3 separate regions of the Mus musculus genome follow, and all the other regions are linked to region 3. A link is a contact called in public promoter capture Hi-C data. All regions are on one chromosome and are shown on one strand. Each heading gives the region's core, a stretch centred on a gene start, on an enhancer-like site or on the middle of the called end of the contact. The rest is flanking DNA. Distances are from core to core; before and after follow the strand shown. Region 1 holds the start of St7 (suppression of tumorigenicity 7). Region 2 holds the start of Cav2 (caveolin 2). Region 3 holds the start of Lsm8 (LSM8 homolog, U6 small nuclear RNA associated).

Region 1 (3,840 bases), core at 928-3,427, 1.2 Mb before region 3:
CTGAAAAATCTGCTAATAGGAACATGTTGCCTGGCTGGGAAGGGCAGCCAGAGAAATATATGACAGGTAGTATGGAGCAGGAGGACAAAAGTGCCCGGCAAAATACTATATGCCATCTACATATCATTTTTAGATAGATGATGATGAGGTGGTGGTAGTAAAATTGGTGGTAGGAACCCACAACATAGTTCCCTCTAGGTAACAATCAGGCTGTAACTAGAGGCCATTGCTGGGAGAAACACAGAGGTGATCTGAATCTTGATGTCTTAAGGCCCAGTATAGAATGGAGAAGAGAAAGGAGAGGAAGGAGGGGTTGGTTGACTGGGGAATTGGCTTATGAAGAATATAGTATGAGAAGTTCCATGAAAGTCTTGGAGAACCAGAGAGTAGGTAGCGCCGCTCAGGCTAATTTCAAAGAATGACCCATGGTAGGGAAGGGGAGCTTAGATTACAACCTACAGTTGGAGTCTGGAGGCCTGAAGGTGGCACTGGTCCAAGTCCTGGAGTCTAAAGCCTGGAGTTCTCATGGCCAATGTCAACAGAAGAAGAGGTCAAAATGCCTCTTCTGTGGTAGAAGGAGAGTACATTCTCTCTAGTTCTATGGTCTCCAGGTTCTTGAATGGTACTCACACACACTGAAGGTGAACATTCCCCATCAAATGTGCTCACACTCACTTCTCAGTCTCTTCTGGAAAGACCCTCGCAGGCAATCCCCAAACCACTCCTTAGTGCAATTGAGTTTGCCACCTGGAACTGTCACAAACAGGCCCCACATCTACAAATTAACTCAGCCTGTTTTACTATGGAAGAAACTACAAGTCCTTGTAGGAGCAGAAAGGTGTAACACCTCTCCACACCCACTGTAAGGGCCGCAGCCAACACTCCCATATATCAGGATGCAAAAGAAAAAGCATGATAAATGAAGCCTGAAAGAATTTGAGAAACCTCTTTTCGTTCAGGTAATAACGTGAAGGTGACAGGCTGAGGGGAAAGGTCTCGCAAAGCCGGCATGTCCACATTCTTGGCCTCTCCCTAACATTCTTTCTTCTGGAGGTTTTTGAGGTAGAGTGTCCTGGAATGAGGGGCTTCAAAGGAGGAGGGGGAAGGGAGAAAAGATCGAGCTTTCCATGTTTTATAGTTTAGTCTGAGGGAGATGCATTCTGATTTCTACAATGCACCTTGAAGTAGGGGAATTTTGGTTTCCGGGAACTGGCTTTGCTTTGGGGGACACACAAGGTATGAAAAAAGGACAGGAGCTCAGAGACACCTTGCTTCTGAGGCCTTTCCAATTCCCTTCCATTCAAGGCAGCCAGCACGCCAGCACAAGGTGTCCCATTTTGAGGTAATGCATTCTGAGCTTAATCATGAGCAATATAAAAATTATAATAAGGTAAGCTGTTCAGTGATGAATTTTAATGTCTTGGTTATAGTTGGGAAAGTCTGCGTTTGCTTCATTTAACATTGAATACATTAAAAGTCAAGAAACAGACTCGGAGCTAGCACCTAAAGCCTTGTGTAAAATATACTATTTTATTTAACCGTGGGAAAATGTTCATAATGTGGTTTTATTTTTATTCATTTTTCATTAGGTTCTGATGAAGTACGCCAAAGTTAAACTAGGGAATTGCTTATATGTTAAAAACAAAAACAAAACGAGTAAAGACTTGTTTGAATGGCGATCACTTGGAAAATAGGAAGAAAAAGAAATACGTATGTTGTCAGTTTCTCTGGAAAACCCTTCACCGTGCTGTTTGGGAAAAACAAAACAAATAGCAGAAGCTAGTACAAAGGGAACCAAAATTTCTCTTCAGGCCTAATGAGCAGGAGTGCATCTCTTCTAGCTCGTCTGGATTTCATTGATACCTTTAAGCCCCAGTCCTGGGAGACACAGCTTTAAGACTCCTGGAAACCTTGTTTACGTCCTGGAAATCTTGATTGCAACCGAATTCTGACTCCACTTTAAGGTAGACCTAGGAACGCTTTGGGCCTCAGTTTCCCTCCGTCTATCACCCCAGGACCTGGCAACTGTTGCAGGCTCCCCCCCCAGACATTACAAAGTGTGTGGAGCACGCCCGGCTCTCGGAAGCGCTCTACACCCGCGAGCTGTTACGTCAGTGGGTCCCTCGGCGGCGCCCGGGCTGTCCTCCTAAAATACTAGTACAAGAAGTATAAATGGCCCGGGAGAGTGCAGGGACCGGGCCCACGTGACCGCTCCACGAAGGCCACCGGCGGGGGCTCGGAGCGCAGGCCGCGCGCTTTCCCGCCGCATCCGGGCGCCGGGCGAGCTCCGGGGACGCCGGGCCCTGGCGGCGGCGGCGGCTCGAGCCGTGCCTCGGGCGGGTGAATCATCCCGGCCGACAGCGAGCGCCGCGGCGGCCCGTAGCAGCGCCGGAAGATGGCCGAGGCGGGCGCGGGCTTCCTGGAGCAGCTCAAGTCCTGCATCGTGTGGTCGTGGACCTATCTGTGGACCGTGTGGTTCTTCCTCGTGCTCTTCCTGGTCTACATCCTGAGGGTGCCCCTGAGGATCAACGACAACCTGAGCACAGGTCAGGCCCGGCCCGGCCCGGCCCGGCTCCGCTCGGCCGCCCCTCCCCCGCCCCGGGAAAGTTAGTGCAAAGTCGCGCGGCGGGGTCGCGGCCGGCGGGGACGCGCGCTCCGGGACGCGCCGCCTCAGGTGGCCGCCGCAGCCCCGCGGCCTTCGCGAGTCCCACCCCCACCCCCGCGCGCGGAGTGTCCCCTTCCGTCCCCGCGGGTCCCCGCCGAGCCCCGGGAGCTCGCGAGTCTCGCCGGCGCTCGAGCGTCCGAACCGCGCCGAGGAGGCATGTCCTGCTCCCGGCTGCGCCGCCAGGGCCCACGCATGGCTCGGGCCGAGGGCGCGCGCGAGTGGAGAGAGAGCCTTGTCCCGGAGGGTGTCGCTGTGGTGTGGACGGGGAGGGCATGTCCGTAGGTCCCTCTAGGAGCGTGGATGACGTGTCAGGTCACCCAACGGAATGTCGAGGGGACACGCGGACCGCGCGCGGGGAATCTGGAATGTCTGACGTCCCCAGCTGAAGTTGTCCTGTTCTCGGCTGAGCCCTCTCTAAAGCGCGCGGGGCTAAACAAGTGTGCATGTATGTGGTGACTGTGGTCCTGATAAACTTGCAGCAGGCCACCCCAGATGTTAAAAACCAAGGAGGGCAAACTTAGGCTAAGGACACCCCAGAGACAATTCAGAAACAAAATGCACGTTGAAGGAAGGCTTACAGCCCTTTGAGTCTGCAAATTTTATTGCACACTACGCTGGGAAGTCTTTACAGTTCTGACTTATTTACAGACATAGATACACATTCACATATATCTGTCTTCTGTTATTTTAATTTGCATTGTCTACAATACCAAGGTTGGAAATGAATTTCCCATGACCATAACTGGAAATGGAGGACCAGTGGGAAGTGGACCCTTTTAGATGCTTGCCACAATGTACTCATTTTGTTTAACATTATAAACCTCCTTTAATGTGAACCTGTTGCTGACTATGTTTGTTTCATAGTATCCTTTGGATGGTCTTTTTGGGAGGCAGACAGAATTCTGCACATAGAATCAGCTCATCCTAATGTAGAGGATGCTAAGCTGTTTGGCTCTGATTATTCCGAAGATCCCACCTTTTTTTTTTTTTTAATCTGTTAGCGTGACTGCTTGTCACATTGTAATATTGTGTTCCTTGCCTTAGGACAGACATTCTCAACCTGTGGGTCATGACCCATTTGGAGCTTGCATATCAGATATCCTTGCATGTCAGATATATACATTATGAGTAGCAAAATCACAATTACAAAGTAGCGAGAAAAAAGAAAATAGTTT
Region 2 (3,703 bases), core at 443-2,942, 1.6 Mb before region 3:
CTTCAGAGACAACTTTTATAAATACCTATAATTTTACAAATGAATCTTTAACTGTAACTGCCCAATAAAAGACATGGCAGTTTTACCTCTCCATGGCCTGTCTCCACTGCTTGAAAACTCAGCAGTTATTTGCAATAGGTCTTTCAATTGTCCTAAGGAGGACAATGGAAATGTGAAGGTATCTGGAAGACTTGGAAGGGATGAAGCCCCAGGGTTAGATGTCTGGCCACCACCCTGACTGCAGCCATGCTTTTTCTTCTTCTTGAGAAAGACCTTACAACTTTGAGGAAATGTAAGCTTTACAAAAAGATTAAATGGATCTAAACTGTCTCTTCCAAACCCTGGAAATCAACATGAAGGCCTCCCCTTCAAACTCCTGCCATCGGGCGTAGCATCTAGACCCTATCTGATTCTCAGAAAGTCCGAATGAATGCAGGATGGTGAAGTGCTGAGAAAACAGTGAGTGTAAGGCCTATACCACCCCTTCGAATTAAAAAGGATTTAAATAAAACCAGGAAGGAAAAGTATAATCAGGGGGAGGGGGAAGCTTGAGTAACGGGACTCGGTGAGGGGGCGAGAGAAGAAGCCTCCAGGACGTGGGATTCAACCCTGCGCCATTCTGCATTACTGACATGATGACCCACACACTGCAGTGGAAGAAGATACACTCCCTATTCAACTATGACATTTAGAGTTTTGCCTTCCAAATATGTTCTCCGATCAGTTCCCAGGTTGTTTAGTTGGTTGTTTTGTAACTTGTATTACTCCCCAAATAGCCTTTCCTTTTCCAAAGAAACCTTCAAATCCATTTCCTACAAGGGATTTGATTTGTGCAGCAGGCTCTAAAGCCGGCTGTCCAGAGCAATGCCCATTCTTTGGTACTATAGTTTGGGGTCTGGGCAAACTGAAAGCATCATTCCATATCTATACTCACCAAGTTCCTATTTCGCGCAGGCAAAGTTTTAGGTTACCAGATGGCAAACTCTTTATGCCAACTCCTCCCTACTGAAGCTCTTGAGAGAATGGTCAGCGGGCTTATCCATGTACCATGATGTAGTTATATGCTTGTTTATGCTGCTCCTACGATGGCATTACAGACCTGTCTGCACGGCATTAGTTCCTGCAGTCTTTGAACAAAATCCTGATTTAAGGGAAAATCCAAAGTTAGTTGTAGTTTGGAGGCAGAAGAGCAGACCTATCCTTGGGGTATGATGGCAACAAACTCCTATAACAACTTACATAACCAACTCTGGGGAAACAAAAACAAAACGAAAGGGCTGCTGCAGTCCATTATCTATCAACAAGGTACGCCTTAGCCTCACGATTCAGCTACAATGCTTGCTGTGAGTTGGGGACCAAGTAAAAGTTAGGAATTAACATCTCATTCTCTCAGGATAGCTCTGAGGAGCAGGTGCCACAACTCTAATCCAACCAGTAGATGCATGTAGACTTCCCTAATGCTTGCCCCCTAGCACCTCCAGACCTTCTTCCAGTACACACACCTCCCTGACCAATCTGTCTGCCTTTAAGCATCCCTGTTCGGACTGCAAGCCAAGTGGCCCGGGAGGTCTGCTTTGCCCGGCTTCACCAAGCCAGGAGATGACTCATCGAGCCGGTTCCCCGGGCTCCTTGGGGCTTTGGCAAACAACTGGAGAGGTGCCCTCCCTCCCCGCAGGCCCGGCGGGGCGGGGCGGGGTTCGGCCAGCCAAGGCTGGGAGCGGGAACCGGCAGCGGGAAGCGGCCGCCGCCCGGGCAGCCCGAGGCTAGGCAGGGCGAAGCCAGGCGGGGCGGGGCTGAGCGCCACGGGAAGGGGAGGCAGGGCTGCCTAGGGACCGAACGACCGAGCCACTCTTGCAACGCCAGCCACGATGGGGCTGGAGACCGAGAAGGCCGATGTGCAGCTCTTCATGGCCGATGACGCCTACAGCCACCACAGTGGCGTTGACTACGCAGATCCTGAGAAGTATGTTGACTCGAGTCACGACCGGGATCCTCACCAGCTCAACTCTCATCTCAAGGTGAGTTTCAGGCTGGGCTATCACTCATCTAGGCTGGAGGCTGCTAAGGGTCCCTTGTATGCTGCAGGAGGATGACTCTTGACCTTCTCCCCAACAGTGGGGGTTGGTCCCATTGCTAATGCTGGTTCCATTGGCACTCTGCCCTGGTCCCACAGCCTTCAGGCTCCCTGAACAGCCACACAGTGTCCAACTCCTGTGTGCCCAGTGTCACTCTAAGAAAAGCTGAAGATACTCTAGCCAGGTCGCCTTTCCTTCGGACTTCCCCTTCTTAGAGTGCTTCTGCCACCACACCCCCCACCCCCACCAACTTCGTTCCCTCCCCACCCCGACCCTATCCCCGACAGGTTGGATGACGTCATGAGTCCTTGCATCTTGTCTCTGCAGCTAGGCTTCGAGGATCTGATTGCAGAGCCTGAGACTACACACTCCTTTGACAAAGTGTGGATCTGCAGCCATGCTCTCTTTGAAATCAGCAAATATGTGATGTACAAGTTCCTGACCGTATTTCTGGCCATCCCCTTGGCCTTCATTGCGGGTATCCTGTTTGCTACCCTCAGCTGTCTGCACATCTGGTGAGAGGGGACACATGGGTTGATTCTGAAGCTTACAGAAGTTTTTGCCACCTGCTCTCTGCTCTTCCTATTTCCCAGGGCCCATTTGCAGAGAAAACGCTTACATTAGTTCCCAAGGGTAACAAGACCTGAGAAATCTTGAAGGGCAGTGTGCTTTCTTTAGAATAATAGTCCCGGCTGAGAGTTTAAACAGAAGGAAGCAAGGGCCTCTTTCCTGGGTGTGATTTTTCCTTCCATGCAGAAGGCTGAGCTGAGTGTGGAGGTGGGGGCTGGAAGGCCACTTCCTGTCATAGGCTGCTCTCTCCAGGGCCTGTTGTGACTCGTGCCTGTGGTTCTGGGCAGGTCCTTTCCTCCTTTCATTGACTTTTATTCAGTCACCATCTGTGCTTGGGCAAAACAAACGTTGATCTCAGAGAAAACAGCGCTTACATTCTGACCCTTGGAGAAGGGCAGACTTTAGTAAAACAGTGCTATGAACTGAGCCACTCAAGTCTTGCTATTGGTAAATGGCAGCCATGAACCCAGGGGAGACAGGAGTGTTTACAATGATTGGGTTGAACATCTACCACGAACAAATAAAATGTTAAGCTATGAAACAAGGGGATAGGCCATTACATTATTGTTTCACTTATGAAGCACACACACACACACAAATGCCATCTAGTTACAAGAAAAAGAAATATGGAAACCAATCGAATGTTGGGATGTCTGTAAAGTTATTCACGTTCAAGATGCATCATAAGCTTTTTTAAGCACTCAAACTTGTCTTAAGGGAACTAGCCCACTCCTCCAAGAAATGTTTTTTGTGTTAAAGGTTACCCACTTCATTCAAAGAATCATCCCCAATGTCACAATAGTTTTCACGCTGGTACCTCAAGGTGGTCCTGGTGACACGTGTGACCCTAGATACCACCGTTTAGTTTTTCACATCATGGGGCATTGCCACATCCCAGGGCAGTCTCAGTGTTCAAAGAGTTATCCAACTTACTCCTTCTTTCAGTCTCGAGGTACACTTTGCTGTGTTAGCTCACTAGTTCTGCACACCAAGCCTATTAGGTGCTCAGTGTTGCTGGGTGAGAACACAAGCCTTTCTTCAGCTTGCCCATCACCAGG
Region 3 (3,986 bases), core at 1,448-3,947:
GGAACCTGCAGCGCTCTTGGCCGCTACTCGAACAGCCTCCTCTTCTTTTTTTTTTTTTTTCAGCAGCCACAACATCCAGGGCCACTGACTTCTCAGGGACCACTCCTCATTTGCTCCGGATTTCCGAGCTCATTTTTCCCTAGGCTCCAGGTCCATGGGCGGGACCACTGTGACCCGCTGGCTGCTCTCTGGAGTTGGAGTGGGAGGCAGGGCAGCTGTTGATCTGAAAGGAAGTGGTCAGCATAGGGATCTGACAGGATTTTTAGGCTTATTTCAGAAGGCATAACTAAAAAACAGTCGTCAGTCATCAGTCCAAGTCCGAACACAAAGAGACACACAAGACACACACAGAAACCGTTTTTCAGGCAACCACTATAGAATCACAGTACCACAGAAATGACAAACACAAGCAAGACCAATACAGGGCATCTTACATGCGATTTCCAGAGAAGCTTACTGTCACTATGACCAATCCAAATGGACCTGTCTCCATGGGAAGGCCCCAGAACCTGAGACCGGCCTAAAACCAAACCAAGATAATCAGTCAACTCCTTGGGACCAAGACCAGACCTGAAACCAGACAAACCAAAAACAAAACAGAATCAGAAGGTGGTCCAATGGAGGACACACAAGTGAACAAGACACACAGACACACAGACATACAGACAGGGAGGGATCTCACTTTACCTCTGACGTACAGTGTCTGTGTCTCATGACAAAAACCACAAACAAAAACAAGATAGCAACAGAGAAAAAGAAGACACCAGTATCTCTAAGCACACTCGTCCACGCCTGGACTTGTACAACCAGCCAAGCCAAACGCTATTTCCTGACGGGGTCGGATTCCACATCGACTCCCTTCCTCCTGAAAAACAATTTGCCTGACGGCGGCGATTAGTGACAAGTCAAAAGCACCCTTAGGTGGCCAGCCTACTCCAAACGTTGGCCACTCGGAGGCGCAAAAGGTCTGCCACTGACCCTTTCTGACCTCCACCGACTGGTTGTGGGCTCTGACCCGCACCTCCTTCCAATGCTCCAGAGTCAGAGAAAGGGGAGTGAACACAGATTGTCCCATTTCTAGAAAAACAGTAGTCACAACAAGAGCGGACACGAGACTAAGACAAAAAAAAAGAAACCAGAAGAATCAGATGGCCTCTCCAAGGCCGGCCAATTGAGACCCTCTGCACGAGGTGGGACTCGAACCCACGATCCCGTGACCAGACGCGAGGTGGGACTCGAACCCACGGTCTCGCAACAAGGTGCGAGGTGGGACTCAAACCCACGATCTCGCAACAAAACACGAGGTGGGACTCGAACCCACGATCTCGCAACTGGGCACGAGGTGGGACTCGAACCCACGATCTCGCAACCCCAAATGGTCTCTTGGCCTTCAGAGGGGTCCACCAGGCGTCCCTGATCCTCCCCTGTTCCTCCTAGGACGTCTCCCAGGGTGAACGGACGGTGGACACCTGGACACGTCTATCCTTATCCACCCCGCACTCCCTCTCGGAGTGCGGTCTCACTGAGCATCCGCAAAACTGAAACTGCGATCGCACCAAACTTAGAAACAGAACACAGACATCAGAACACAGACATCAGACCAAAGCAGAACAAAGAATCTTACCTCTAAGTGGGTCTAGGACCTCTGGGTGGTCGCGCTGTTTCCCGGCCAATGCACCAAATGAAAGACCCTCGAAGGGAGACCCTCCCTCAGACACTTAAGTCCCGGGACAGCCGCGTACCCAAGAAGACACTGAGACCATACATAAAATGTAGAAGGTAAGATTTAATAAAGTAGCAACAACATGAAAGCACACAGACCAGAGCTCTGGGGTCGAAATAAAGCAGCAACAGAAAGCACACAGAGCTCTGGGGTCGAAACTCATACACCTTTGCACAGGGTAGAGGAGTCTCGACGGTCAGCCAAAATTTTTCACAGGCTTATATAGTAAAACTCAAAGGGGGAGAACTGGGCAGGGAAAGTACAAGTTTACATCACTAGGGAGTTCTGCCAAAGGAATCTATGTAACTAAGGAGTCATGTCCTATCAAGGAACCTACGTAACTAAGGAGTACCTGGTTCATTTTGAGGTTGTTCCAGGAAGCCTTTATCTCAAAAATGTTTTCTAGATGGGAGGGGGTGGGCTCCGAGGTAAAAAGTTCATGTTCTTACAAGAGGCCAGTAATTTTTCATTCTTCAACACTAACATTCTGTATACAGTTGGATTCTCCGAAAATGCACATCATGGAGCTACAATATGCTCCCTTTGTACTGGGCTATTTGGCTTTTTAAACTTTTCTGGCTCACGCGTGAGAAAGCTAGAACTCCCTCCACCCTGCATCTATGTCGCCTATGAGAACAAAGAATCTCTCTCCTTCAGTAGCCAATGCTACCATCTTCATGTCGTGTGTCTTCCGGCAGAAAGTGTCTTCCCACACTACCTTTAGTAACTACCACAGTGTCTTCCCGTCCGCTAGAGCCTCCTTCCAGGCTCTCCTTCCAGCCCACCTTCAGTGACCTCTCCATAAACTGCCTGTCCCCGCCTTGGTCTCGGCGTGCGAGCGCCGCCCAGAAGCCCGGCGGAAACACACTGCGCATGCCCACTAGTCAGCCCCGCCCGGCTTCCTGTTTGGCCGGCTCCTTTCCGTCCCTGATTCGTCGCCGCTGAGGCCTCAGAGTCTCGCGGTCTTTGCGTTCGCCAGCGGGCGCGAAGCTGTCCGGGTTTCTGTCGGGCGGTGTTTTGTCTCCTCGTTGCCGAGCCCTCGCAGATTCCCGGGACCTCCGGGCCCAGCAGCATGACGTCTGCTTTGGAGAACTACATCAACCGTATCCTCCGGCGGGCTGCTGCGACCGCTCAGGCGGCGGCGGGGGCGGGAGGGAGCACGGGAGGCCCGGAGTGGTGGGCGGTGGGCGGAGGACCCGGGGTCGGGGTTCGTGGAGGGAGCTCCCGGCCGGCCTCGGGGCTTTTTGCACCCACAGCACAGATCTCGGTGTAGTTCGAACTTCTCTGCACACGGCCTTTGATCGTGTGTCCCAACATCCGGAATAAGATGCACTGTTTTCCTAAGAACTCTGCGTTTGCAGGTCCCCCAAGCAGAGATAGCATACAACAGATAGATGCTTCTCAGATTTGGGCTTCAGGTCCCATACCTCTGCTTGAAATCTTGTCATGGTGTTTAGAGAGTGGCGAGTAGCTTTTAAAAGCCCGGTTGAATTTTTTAAGTTAGAATTGCTGTTCTAAAGTCGGGGCAAAACCTAAGACACATAGTTAAATACAGAGAGCTTTTAATGATACAAGAATTATTGGTACTTGATGGCATTAATTATGACAGAGTCTTGGATGAGAAGGTCCTTTACTTGCATAAAGTAATTCAACATTAATTAGCACTCACCTAGTTTTTATTTTAAAGCTTAAGAAATGAGTCTGCCTGACTCAGTGTCATAGGTTGGAAACACTGCTGTTTAAACCAGAGTCAAGCGGTCACATACCCTTCTCCCATGTGATGAACTGTTTTCGAGGTACAATTGAAACAAGTTTAAAAACTTCAGTTTTCTCCCTCAAGAGCAGTGGCAGTGTGGAATCTTGATTCTGTCTCTTCTTTCCTTTTTAAGTAATTGGAACTCTTTCCAGGCTGAAAGTTTTCAGGTTGTATTCTTTAAGAAATACGTTCCTTGACTCGGTTCTCAGGGACTGTGGCTGTTATTACTTCTGATGGCAGAATGATTGTGGTGAGTGACATTTCCGTTTTTCTCTTTCCTTAGGCTTATTGATTGCAAATTTGAGGTAACATTTCTGGCCTAGTGTTCAGGCACCACAGCACACCTAGTTCACTGCTCTTATGATTCACCCATTGATTCATCCATTTAACCTTAGTCTCTTGGCTACCTGTACAGATTCTCTAATCAACCTTGAAGGCCTCTGATCTGAAATGGAGAGCTGTGCAATAGCTGATTGGTTTTCTTCTTGTGTCTCTTCCTTATGCCAT

What was found. Promoter capture Hi-C pulls out the DNA fragments that hold promoters and counts their contacts.
Region 1: a promoter capture Hi-C map of pre-B cells shows a contact between it and region 3. The contact joins the promoter of St7 here to the promoter of Lsm8 in region 3. A contact is called at or near these places in 5 of 39 promoter capture datasets (the 3T3-L1 cell line, cranial neural crest, frontonasal cranial neural crest and 2 more) and 1 of 9 other capture datasets (liver).
Region 2: a contact with region 3 is called in a promoter capture Hi-C map of pre-B cells. The contact joins the promoter of Cav2 here to the promoter of Lsm8 in region 3. A contact is called at or near these places in 2 of 39 promoter capture datasets (liver and pre-B cells).

The regions. Positions count from the first base shown.
Region 1 is chr6:17,691,817-17,695,656 of GRCm38.p6, forward strand. It overlaps St7 (suppression of tumorigenicity 7), which reads left to right and starts at 2,178. Exons shown (of 16, transcript NM_001289624.1): 1 at 2,178-2,546. The coding sequence starts at 2,396.
Region 2 is chr6:17,279,493-17,283,195 of GRCm38.p6, forward strand. Cav2 (caveolin 2) reads left to right here and starts at 1,693. Exons shown (of 3, transcript NM_016900.4): 1 at 1,693-2,018; 2 at 2,403-2,590. The coding sequence starts at 1,869.
Region 3 is chr6:18,845,938-18,849,923 of GRCm38.p6, forward strand. It overlaps Lsm8 (LSM8 homolog, U6 small nuclear RNA associated), which reads left to right and starts at 2,698. Exons shown (of 4, transcript NM_133939.1): 1 at 2,698-2,826; 2 at 3,689-3,729. The coding sequence starts at 2,796.